4 separate regions of the Mus musculus genome follow, and regions 2, 3 and 4 are each linked to region 1. A link is a contact called in public HiCAR-type, HiChIP or PLAC-seq and promoter capture Hi-C data. All regions are on one chromosome and are shown on one strand. Each heading gives the region's core, a stretch centred on a gene start, on an enhancer-like site or on the middle of the called end of the contact. The rest is flanking DNA. Distances are from core to core; before and after follow the strand shown. Region 1 holds the start of Epha4 (Eph receptor A4). Region 2 holds the start of Chpf (chondroitin polymerizing factor). Region 3 holds the start of Inha (inhibin alpha). Region 4 holds the start of Gmppa (GDP-mannose pyrophosphorylase A).

The links. Promoter capture Hi-C pulls out the DNA fragments that hold promoters and counts their contacts. HiCAR-type assays count read pairs that join an accessible place to other places. HiChIP or PLAC-seq counts read pairs in DNA pulled down with a chosen protein or histone mark.
Region 2: a HiCAR-type map of astrocytes shows a contact between it and region 1, with 6 times the contacts expected there. The contact joins the promoter of Chpf here to the promoter of Epha4 in region 1. A contact is called at or near these places in 2 of 39 promoter capture datasets (hippocampal neurons and liver), 5 of 484 Hi-C or Micro-C datasets (B cells, cerebellum, cerebral cortex and 1 more) and 8 of 115 datasets of contacts at active chromatin or transcription factors (astrocytes, embryonic forebrain, embryonic midbrain and 3 more).
Region 3: an H3K4me3 HiChIP or PLAC-seq map of craniofacial prominence shows a contact between it and region 1, with 7 times the contacts expected there. The contact joins the promoter of Inha here to the promoter of Epha4 in region 1. A contact is called at or near these places in 3 of 39 promoter capture datasets (embryonic stem cells, hippocampal neurons and liver), 6 of 115 datasets of contacts at active chromatin or transcription factors (astrocytes, craniofacial prominence, embryonic forebrain and 2 more) and 1 of 9 other capture datasets (embryonic stem cells).
Region 4: a contact with region 1 is called in a promoter capture Hi-C map of maxillary cranial neural crest. The contact joins the promoter of Gmppa here to the promoter of Epha4 in region 1. A contact is called at or near these places in 5 of 39 promoter capture datasets (hippocampal neurons, liver, maxillary cranial neural crest and 1 more) and 2 of 115 datasets of contacts at active chromatin or transcription factors (differentiating embryonic stem cells and embryonic forebrain).

The regions. Positions count from the first base shown.
Region 1 is chr1:77,513,837-77,516,536 of GRCm38.p6, reverse strand. It overlaps Epha4 (Eph receptor A4), which reads left to right and starts at 1,449. Exons shown (of 18, transcript NM_007936.3): 1 at 1,449-1,596. The coding sequence starts at 1,506.
Region 2 is chr1:75,478,104-75,480,803 of GRCm38.p6, reverse strand. Chpf (chondroitin polymerizing factor) reads left to right here and starts at 1,333. Exons shown (of 4, transcript NM_001001566.3): 1 at 1,333-2,012. The coding sequence starts at 1,699. Tmem198 (transmembrane protein 198) reads right to left here and starts at 1,272. Exons shown (of 5, transcript NM_177056.4): 1 at 919-1,272; 2 at 407-611. The coding sequence starts at 572.
Region 3 is chr1:75,505,743-75,508,442 of GRCm38.p6, reverse strand. Inha (inhibin alpha) reads right to left here and starts at 1,366. Exons shown (of 2, transcript NM_010564.5): 1 at 925-1,366. The coding sequence starts at 1,195. Obsl1 (obscurin-like 1) reads left to right here and starts at 1,991. Exons shown (of 20, transcript NM_178884.5): 1 at 1,991-2,700. The coding sequence starts at 2,219.
Region 4 is chr1:75,434,615-75,437,364 of GRCm38.p6, reverse strand. It overlaps Gmppa (GDP-mannose pyrophosphorylase A), which reads right to left and starts at 1,429. Exons shown (of 13, transcript NM_001357170.1): 1 at 1,053-1,429; 2 at 527-587; 3 at 331-428. The coding sequence starts at 566.

The DNA of each region.
Region 1 (2,700 bases), core at 200-2,699:
GGGCTTGGACAACCTGCCTGGCTGGCTGAGGTCTTTGTCCGTTCTGCTTTGCTCCGGGTCCGCGCGCTCCCGCATCTGGCCGGCAGGTGGCGCGGTTGGTTCACGTAGATACTCTGCCCCTGCTGTTTGCAAAGTGCCTCCACTCAAACTCCACTCAGGCTGAGACCCAGACTTGGAGGAGGAAAATCTGGCCCGGGAGGGAGCCAAAGGAGGGGCAGCTTGAGGCGAGCACGGAAGGTGGATCTTTTGGAATCCCACCCCTTCAAACGCCTGGGGACCAGCCACCCAGTTTCAACTGGGGCGGGTCCCTTGGTAGCTAGCTGAGCTGCGGTTGGCGCTCAAATTGGCTTCCCCGGTGGCCTGAGCATCGGAGGACCGGATGGTGTCTGCGTCCCTGGGAAGTCGATGGTTGGCACCCAGAACAACGCGGGGTTGTGGGACAAGTTTCTGCGGGTAGAGCCTCTCATTTTGGTCCCCTGGGAGACTGTCCCCATCAGTACCGGGGAGACTTCGGAGTTCAGAGCCACAGTAGCTGCTCCAGGCAGCTTGCGACCCTCTGTCTGTCCCTTCTGTGCAGCAGGTGCTCGCATTCTTACAACCTTCCCCTTCTACACCTAAGTGTCCAGGAATGGCTAGAAGTGGTTCCAGGGACACTCCCTGGAAAGCACAGTGAGTTCCCGGTAGCTAGGGCTGTCGCGAGGTGATTTCTCCCTTCATAGTCCCGTAGTGGGCTCGGTCGATGTGAACACCCGGACCTGGCCAGGGATCACTTCCAAACGTTAGGAAGATTGGGGACAAGTGACCGCGCTCTGCTGCTGGGGAGATGACTGGGTCCCCCTGGCTAGGTAACTAAGAAGGAAAGGAATTATCAAGCTACGAAAGTCCCCCAGCCCAAAGCATTTCCCACGGAGGAACGCCATAAAGACACAAAACCTGGCAGTGAGGGTGGCTGCGTGCAGCAGAGAGCGCCCGACCTTAGCTGGGGTGGACAGTACAGAGACCCGACGACCTCGGCAAGGGGCAAGAGCCAAGGTGCAGGTCAACTTCAGACTTATTTCATCTCAACAGGAGTCTTTTCTCCCTCGCACACCTCCGGACTTGGGGCCGGGCGGGGAATGCCAACGTTTTCTGGCCTTCCCCACCGTCCTTTCGGAGTCTCTCGAAGTTCCCTCTGCCGTCCAAGGGATCGATCCCCAAGGATCGAGACAAGGTCTGGGGCCTCTCGTGGGGGCACAGACCCATCACTGCTGGGAAGCCAGCCTCGGGAGACCTTGAGCCCTGCGGAGGCTGGAGGGGGCGGGACCTCGGGGGTGGGCTCTGCACCGTGGGGGTGGGGACGTGGCGCTGGTTCTGCACTGCTATTGGTCACGAGCTCTGGACTGGCGGGTGTACGTCACGGGCCGGTCCCACCCTCTTGGCAATGTCTTCAGACTGCTGCACTCCTAACTTAAGCATTTATTCCACTGGGATAGAAGCGGCAGGAGCAGCGTTGGCACCGGCGAACCATGGCTGGGATTTTCTATTTCATCCTCTTTTCGTTTCTCTTTGGAATTTGCGACGCTGTCACCGGTTCTAGGGTATACCCCGCGAATGAAGGTAAGAGCCCGGCAGCCCTTATGCGGTCCGGGACCCGGAGGGGGTGATTCACTGATGAATGGTCTTCTGGAGCTCAGAACCAGTTAGGGTGGGGGGCGGGGGGTGGAGAGCGCGGCATGAGCCTCGCGTTCCCACTCCGGAGAAGAGTGCCGAACAGAGGGGATCCTCTTAAGTGGGGACTGAGGAGGATCAGGCTGTCTGAACTGAGAAGGGTGACCGATGCAAGCTGCCACTCTGCCCAAGTTTGTAGCGAAAGGCCAAAGTTTATCAGCATCCGCCTGCAGGGCCGGCTCAAGGCGCCCCGAGGGGATACACCGGGATTTGAAAACAAAACAAAAAAACGTGTGAGCAAAGTCCTCTACATCAGCAGCACAGGCGAGAAGGGAAACCCAAACGTAGAGCGCAGAGCGCCCGGCCTCTTGTCCAAGCCTTGCGAGCCCGGGTTTTTGCAAAGTTTTCCCAGCGCAGCGCTTCCCGGGACCCGGCTGCTTGGTCTCCGGAGCGCGCAGCGGTGGTGGCGCCGCTTGTCGGGCGCCGGTGACCTGATTTCTAGCACCGGGCCTCAGACACCTTTTTCTCCATCGGGCCGCGCACCCTGGAGGTTGCAATCTCAGGCCTACCTCTCCCCTACCCCAGATCCTTAGCTCATCCAGCAAAACTAGGGGACCAGTCAGCGAATTAAACATACCCCACTGTAAGCTTCTCTCTCCAGTATGGGGTACTGGACTAGTCTAGAAGGACAGGCATGACCGACGGGACCCATTCGTGTGCCGTTTTCTGTTTGTCTATTGCGACGTTCTGGAAGGATTGTTTGTCTGTTTTTCTGTCCGAGGTGAGGGGAGAGGTGGTGACCATTTAGTTTGTGATGGGCCTAGGGGGAAAGGAACACTCTCTGTGTCTATTTCTGTCCTTATGTGTCCCTGTCTCTCTATCTCTGTCTGTCTCTCTCCCCCTCCTCTCGTGTGTGTGTGTGTGTGTGTGTGTGTGTGTGTGTGTGTGTGTGTGTGTGTGTGTTTGAGGGCAAATGTGTGCCTGGCGCGGGTGTCTGCAGGAACCTGGACGTTTTGTGCCGGGTAAGCGAGTGCGCACAGTGTGTGAACGTGG
Region 2 (2,700 bases), core at 84-2,583, 2.0 Mb after region 1:
TTTATTATTTTATTTTAGTCTGCTTATCCTAAGTGATCCAAACATATCTTCGCTACGATAGTCATTATTCTTTGACCACCTACTAATTCTTGTCTATATGAGACAAACACTGTTGTCTTTGTCCAAGTGAAAAAGCTGAGACCCAGGTTAACATGCCCATTACATCACAGTGACTAACATACAGAGCCCGGTTCAAACTCAAAGAGCCTAATTCAAAACCTGCTCTCTGTAGAATCTAGAGTCAATGATCTACAAATATACTTGTGATCAGCAAGAGAATGATACCGCCATGAGGGTGGGGTGGGGGTGGGGGTGGGATGGGGTGGAAATGATTCTCGAGACACCAGAAAAAGGAACTTTAGGGAAACAGTAGAAGGCCACAGGTGAGGAACGAGGGGGATCTCACCAAAGAAGCAGTAGACGACTCCAAACAAACAGCACATGATGCAGACGAGGGCCGGCAGTGCCTGATACCTGCGCTCCAGAGGCTGTTCACAAGGTGCACCCCAGAAGGTGTCATCCGGCTCCGGGGGCAGCAGCTGAAACCGCAGAGTTTCCATAGTACCCGGCATAGCGCCGGGAATGGAAGGGGGTCACCCTCCCAGGACAACCTGACAGGGAGGAAATTGGGGTCAAGAGTCAGTTGTGGGTCTCCACTACAATAACAGTGCGAGTGGGGGAATTCAGCAAGGGCACAGTGGACAAAGGAATGGTTGCCCACATCAGGCAGCTCTAGAAGCATCTCTGGAACGGGGAGCAGAGACAAAGGGAAACAAGTGCCTGGCTAGAGGCGGCTGGGATGGACTTAAAAGAGGGACTAGATGGGGCTAGACGAGGAGAGGGAGGGTGCCGCTGGCAAAAAGAGGCAGCCTGAGCACCATCTGTGGGAGGCTCAATTTGGAATTGTCCAAGATCTACCTGGGCCGGAGGTGACCGGAGCTTCCGAGCAAAGGAGGGTGTGCAGGGGCCGGAGGAGCCGGGGTTGTAGGACACCAGAGGCTCTGACTGACTGGGGTCCGGGCAAAGTCTGCCGTGCGAAGGGGGCTGCTGGGCCGGAGAGACGGGTCTCTGTGCGACGGCGTCGTCGCCCCACCTCCGACACCGGCTGGCACTGCAGCTCCACAGACTCGCGCCCGGCTCGGGGAAGGGAAAGGAGCAGGAGCTCGGGCTGTCCCGGAGCCGCGGCCCCATGCCCTGAGCCCGCTGGCGGCCTTTGGTGCTGATGGACAGCTCCGGCCTCTGCTCCTGACGTCACTCAGGGTGCACCATCCTGGCAGGGGCGGGCTGCTTCTGACGTCATCCGGGACGCACCAACCACGCAGGGGGGAGACAGGGGACTCCGCCCCCGGCGTCTGCCTCTCCGGCGCTGAGGAGGGGGCACTTCCGGGGGTCCTTCCCCTTTAACCTCCTCCCCTTCGTCCCTCTCCGCTAGCTGACGGCTAGACCCCACCTCGGGGGCGGGGCCCTGTCGGTGACACGTCGGACAGCGGCCGCCTTGGAGGCCCGGGCGCGCAGTGCTGCTCTAAGGGCGGCCGACCCGCCCGGGGATTCCGGGCTTGAGCTCCTACCTCTGCTCGGCGGGGAGGGAGCGGGCCCGCCTGCTGGGCCTGGGCCCTCCGGATCCGCCCCCTCTTCGGTCCCGCCCCCTCGGAGCCGCCTCGGGCTACGCGGGGGCCGGGGACCCGCTGTCGGGACGCCATGCGGGCGTCGCTGCTGCTGTCCGTGCTGCGGCCCGCGGGGCCCGTGGCCGTGGGCATCTCTCTGGGCTTCACCCTGAGCCTGCTCAGCGTCACCTGGGTGGAGGAGCCTTGCGGACCCGGGCCGCCCCAACCCGGAGACTCTGAGCTGCCGCCGCGCGGCAACACCAACGCGGCGCGCCGGCCCAACTCGGTGCAGCCCGGATCCGAGCGCGAGAGGCCCGGGGCCGGCGCAGGCACCGGTGAGAGCTGGGAGCCTCGTGTCTTGCCCTACCATCCCGCGCAGCCAGGCCAGGCCACCAAGAAGGCCGTCAGGTACTGATCCACTCCGTCCGCCCTAACACCCCCCCCCCCCCCCCCGCAGGCACCAGCCAGGATGCGCGCGCTAGGGAGGCCGCCAGAGGCCGGGTCAGGCTCCGGAAGGAAGGGGCCGGCCGGCCAGGAAGTCCTTGGGCCTCGATTACTTCCTATGACCCTGCTTGCAGGGAGACAGAGGGCCAGTTTGAAGCTTTTTCTGGATCCCGTCCGGATCTGAGCTGAGCTAAACCGACTCCACCCAATTATACTCCAAAGACCCTCTTAGCCCCCCACTGGTCTGTTTAGGATTAGAAAAATGAGTGTTAAAGAGGATAAGTGTATAAAGAGGGGGAAAGAAAAAGGAGGGAACTGGAATTTACCTGTATTTCATTCCTAGATGGGTTTCAAGGGCCACCTTGGGATGAGATGGGAGAGGGAGGAATGTACTCATCACATTGATGTCTCTGCCCACGCATTGAAGTAATTTCTTCTAAGTAACAGTGAATTCCAGTTGTACAACTTACCTTCTACCTTAGGAAGGTGAGTCACTGCCTTAGTTTGCCCCTCTCCAAAAGACATTCTCTACACCACTATGCCGTATGCTTCTACACATCATTTATAGGACATATTGGGGGGGCGGGGCTGACAGCATATTCATGTTGCAGGGAGCATCTGCAACAGTGTGCCAAGCATGTTACTGTTTAAG
Region 3 (2,700 bases), core at 117-2,616, 2.0 Mb after region 1:
ACTTGTTGTGTCTGCATTAGGACCAGAGTTCAATCCCAGGACCGACATAAAGAACTGGATGCGATCTCACAGGACCGAGGAGACAGACACCCGTCAGGCTAACTAATTAGTGAGGTCCTGGTTCAGTGAGAGACTGACTCAAAAACAATGGTGGAGAGTGACTAAGGAAGATGTTCAGGGTCAACCTCTGACCTCCCCGCATTTCCAGGCATATGCATAAACTAACGAAGACAGAGGAGGAGGAAAAGAGAAAGAATGGAAGGGAAAGGAGAAGAGAGCAGAGGTCAGCCCTTCCCAGGGAAGTGTAGCTGCCATTTCTGGTCCAGTGGACACAGACTATGGGAAATATTATGGGCCAGCTGTAGTCAAGACTGCAATTGGGGCCGTACTAGAACACAGTCCCTCGCGTTACAAATTCTAACAACTGATCCATTCTCAAGACAAGACACTGAGGCGGCTGACAGTCAGCTAGTAAGTGGCAAGACTGGGATTCCACTTGATATGAAATCCATACTTTCGGTACTACTACTACGCTGCCTGGAGATGAAGGCAGGGAAGCGAGGAGACCTCAGAGTGAGCCAGATGGGGCTTGGGGAGAGTAGGGGGCACAAAACGCAGGACAGACCACAGGCAGCAACAGAAGCTGTCTCTACAGAGCCTTAGCTTCCCCTTTTGTATTCCAGGCATGCTAGGCTCACTGGATCAGTCCCGCTTGAGAAGTAGAGGCTACCACCTATCTGATGTTGAGGTAGAGGCTACCACCTGTTTGATGTCGATCAGAGGGGCTTAGGAACTGGCCCCTTGCCGCAAAGCCAGCTGAGTTGTGGGGCTGCCATTCATACCCAGAGCTGCCTGATTCCCAAGCCCATGAAGTAGGTACCGGCTACTCTTCAAAGTTGACCTGCCAATCCCCAACTTCATTACCTGTAGCTGGGAAAAGGATAGCCTGGGAGACATCTTCCTCCTCTGGTTCAGAGGTCCTGTGCATGAAACCCCCAACGGCATGTCTTCGAGGCAGACGCCTTATTCCAGGATCCCCACCTTCCCCATCCATTGCTGGGGGCCCCAAGGCATCTAGGAATAGAGCCTTCACCTTGGCCAGGACGAGCTCCCGGACAAGTTCGGGTCCCTGGCAGCTGTCCACATCCCGTAGGGTCAACAGCAAAAGGAGCAGCAGAGACCGCTGGCTCACCATAGTTCACTTGCCCTGATGACAGGGAACCCACACGCTGCCCTGTGCCCTTTCTGTCTAGGACCTCCCCACTGTCCCCTCCCCATCCCACTGCTGGCCTTCTTCTACCCTTCTCACCCCAGTCTCCCCCAGTCCTTCCCACGCCCCACAGTCCCAGTCGCCCCTGCCCATGGCATTGAGACCTCCTATCTCTGACGCAGATGTCTGTGGCCCTGAGCCTTATCTCCCACTCCCGCCAAGAATGTGGGGGAAGGGGCTGTGATGGGTATTCACCCCAAGTGACCTGACCCATTCAGGCAAGCATACAACCCACTCCTCAAATACACACACACACACACACACACACACACACACACACACACACACACACACATAGAATCTACATCAGGTACCACAGGTGCCTGGGTGCTTAAGGTTGACCAGTCATCAAATCATTTGTCAGAAGGACAGAATGCACCACCCCCCTCAGACTTTCTGGCGCTCTTTTCAATCCTAGCAGCTGCTAGGCCAACGTGGGAGGGTAGACCTAGGGTTGAGGCTCTGGGCCGAGGGCAGGTGGTCCCGCCTGCTCTATACTTAGCCTGGAGGAGCCAGTCTGAGCTCTTGTCCTCCAGCTGTGTCATCAGAGAATATTTTTGGGATTGGCAGCTGCAGGCGACAAAGTCACTCAAGCCCAAGCCAGGCCCGCAGTTGGAGACCTGGAGGCCGGAGGTGGGAGGGAGGGAGGAGAAAGAGGCCCAGGCTGTGGGAGGGGGCTGGAAAGAGAGACTCCCAAGAGCAGGAAGCCCGGCCGCGGGCAGTCTAGGCTGTAGGGCCCCTCGCTGAGCAGGCAAACAGGAAGGACAGCCCCCTGAGCTCTGGGCTCCCGGCCCGGGAATTGCCGCGTAGCAGGGCTGCGGCCAGGGTCCAGGGTAAAGAGGCGAGCGGTCACAGGAGTCCCACCGGTCCCGGCGCCCGCTCCGCCACGCCCTGGTCTCGGCTCCCGGCCTTCCCGCGCGCCCAGGCGAGCCATCTGCAGCGGCCGCAATGAAGGCCGGATCAGGGGATCAGGGGAGCCCCCCGTGTTTCCTACGCTTCCCGCGGCCCGTGCGGGTGGTAAGTGGAGCGGAGGCCGAGCTCAAATGCGTGGTCCTGGGAGAGCCGCCGCCCACTGTCGTGTGGGAGAAAGGCGGGCAGCAGCTGGTGGCCTCCGAGCGCCTAAGCTTTCCGGAGGACGGCGCCGAGCACGGCCTGCTGCTGAGCGGCGCGCTGCCCACCGACGCCGGGGTCTACGTGTGCCGCGCCCGCAACGCGGCCGGAGAGGCCTACGCGGCGGCCGCCGTCACCGTGCTGGAACCCCCGGCCCCCGAGCCGGAGCCCGAGTCCTCCGAGTGTCCGCTGCCAACACCGGGCACCGGGGAGGGCGCCCCGAAGTTCCTGACGGGGCCCCAGTCCCAGTGGGTGCTGCGAGGGGAGGAGGTGGTGCTGACGTGCCAGGTGGGAGGCCTTCCGGAGCCCAAGCTGTACTG
Region 4 (2,750 bases), core at 180-2,679, 2.1 Mb after region 1:
ACTCAAACCTTGTCTATCCCAATAATGGAGCAATAAAGAAAAGGAGCTACAGCATAGGTGCTCTGCGCTTTATCACTGATTCCCCCTGCTATGGCTCTAGCTTATTCTTTAAGATCCCTGCCTGGCTTCACATTCCATACTGTAAAACTAAGTGTGAAATCTGAGCAGCAGCAAGAGGCAGGGAAGTCACCAGGACTGGCTGCCCAAAGCAGTGCTCAGACGCCTGTGAATGGCAGCCCGTGGAGCCGTAGTTGGTGGGAAAAGATGGCAGCTGGGAAATGGAAGACAGACACACACCATGAAGGAGAGGGGCAGGAAGTGTGGGGTTACCTGGGCACAGGCTTCTATATGGTGCTGGATCATGGGAACGCCTGCCACAGGAAACAGAGGTTTGGGCACCTCAAAAGACAAAGGCCTGAAGCGAGTCCCTGAGAGGACAGGAGAACGTTTTAGCTTCCTATTTCCTTGTGTCCCAACCCCACCGACCTCTCCAGCCTACCCGCTCCCCTGTCCCCCATCTCCTCACCCTTCTGGGGGCCTCCAATGAGAATCACAGCTTTGAGCATGATGAGCGCTATTACCTAAACCTCAAACCACAACAGAATAATTACAACACATAGTCCTTTCCTAGGATGTAAACACAAAAGTTCAGTATAGTCCCTCCTTGGGCACACAATCACGAAATTCATCCCAATCCAGAACTCAGATGGCTTCAAAACCCTGCAGCCCTCCCTTTTATCTCTAATGACTTCTCTTTGGCCGTGAACAAATTATGTAAACACGGGTACTCAACGGACCCCCTTCTCTGACCCCAGATCTCAAAACCCTGAAACCTCTAGTCCCAGTGCCTTGCAAATGACTGCTTCCTCCTTCTAGCTGTTCAACTCCGAATCCCAGCGGTGAATATGGAACCACAAACCTTGAGTGAGCTCTGGGTATTTAATTTTAATCCTATGAATGCGCCCCAAGTACAGAACTAACATCAATCTGCATTTGATGAGCACCAACCCTAACACCTCTAGGTGCTGACTGTGAATTCTACAACTACCTACATGTGCTCGAATCAAAAGACAGGTTCCGTTGACATGTCAAACGCTGAGCCTACTACTCCAGCCGTGCGCATACCGACCACTGGTGCGGAATCTCTGGATTCCAAAGATTGATTGCTGACCTGGACCCCACAACTGAGTCAGTCCAATAGACGTCAGTTTCTCGTAGCCATTGGTTATAGAACCAACACAAGCGTGGGCATGAGGAGAGAAAGACAGGCCCTGTGAGCCCTCCCTACGTCCAGGGTCCGTCTGCTACACCTTACCCTGCCCACCACCCCCTCCACCATGTAGATCCTTTTACCACTAGCTCCCTTTACGCCAGCTCTGCCGCCTGCCACTGCTTGCTCCTTCCGCGTACGTGTCTCCTTACAACCCGCGAGAGCTCTTTCGCGGGGGCTGCTGGGAATTGTAGTTTTGAAAACGTTCTCTCTCCAACTCCAATAAGACACTTGGGAAACGTGCTGGAAACCTGGTGCGTTCCGTCAAGTCACCGTAGGACAAGGCTTAACTGAGGAGAGAGAGGAGTAAGGATGGGGGCTAAGAAGTTAGGCCTGGAAACTTGAGATTGAGACCTAAGCTTTTCCAGTATGGGCTCAGGGGCAGCGGAGCACTAAGTCACAGGACAATCCCCTGGGTGGCCAGCTTTGGAACAGCCTGGAGGGGCTGAGCCTAGACTGAGCAAAAGAAAAGGAGCAATCACAGTTCCAAAATTTGTCCAGCTGAGAAATTTGACACTGAGAGAAATCCTATTCCGGATGACTACTACCTGTAAAATGAGCTTTCCAGATTTCCTAGTGACTCCAACATTCTGTGACCTTGGCCTGTGGGTCTTGGAATAAATATGGGGGGGGGGGCAGGCAGGGAGAGGAAATGGCGATGGAAAACAAAACAAACAAGCACGAGGAGGATCAGAAGGAAAGCAATTTTGTTTTATTTTTGTTTTTTAGATTATATCTAAGTACACTGTAGCTGTCTTCAGATGCACCAGAAGAGGGCGTTAGACCTCATTAACGAATGGTTGTGAGCCACTATGTGGTTGCTGGGATTTGAACTCAGGACCTTCAGAAGAGCAGTCGGTGCTCTTAACCACTGAGCCATCTCTCCAGCCAGGAAAGCAGTTTTATTAAGCAAGGCAGAAGAGGGTTTGGATCCCACCAGCACCTGGGATCGCAGCCAGGGTAAAAAGGTCTGATGGTCCCTTTCAAGCCATGTCCACCTGAGGAAGCCTTGGGCCATGTCCTGGGGTAGTCCTGGGGAATGGTAAGGCGCTGGTGGTGTTAGGACCAATCTCTACACCCTGGGGAAGGTGTGGAGAGACGGAGGGCAGATCTGTGGGTCAGTTTATCTGTGTGTGTAATGAGCGTTAATTATAAAGCTCATTCTTTGCAGTCCAGTTTCTGGGAACAATACTACACAGGTCCCAGTCTCAGCCCTGCCTTAGCTGCAGATCCTAGACCTCCCTGTCGTGGTCCTCAATGTCCTACCCGTGCTTGGTCTGGCAGACATGGAGTGGGCAGTCAGTGCTGCCATGGCGTCTTTGAGGTCCCTTTTATATCTTAGCATGGACTCAACAAAGGACAGGGGAACCTGACCATAGGACACGAGCATCACCATGAGATGAGGAATATCTGGCCCTAACTCCACACGATGCATTTGAATTCACAGTATGTTATTGGACAGATGACTAGCCTTTACATT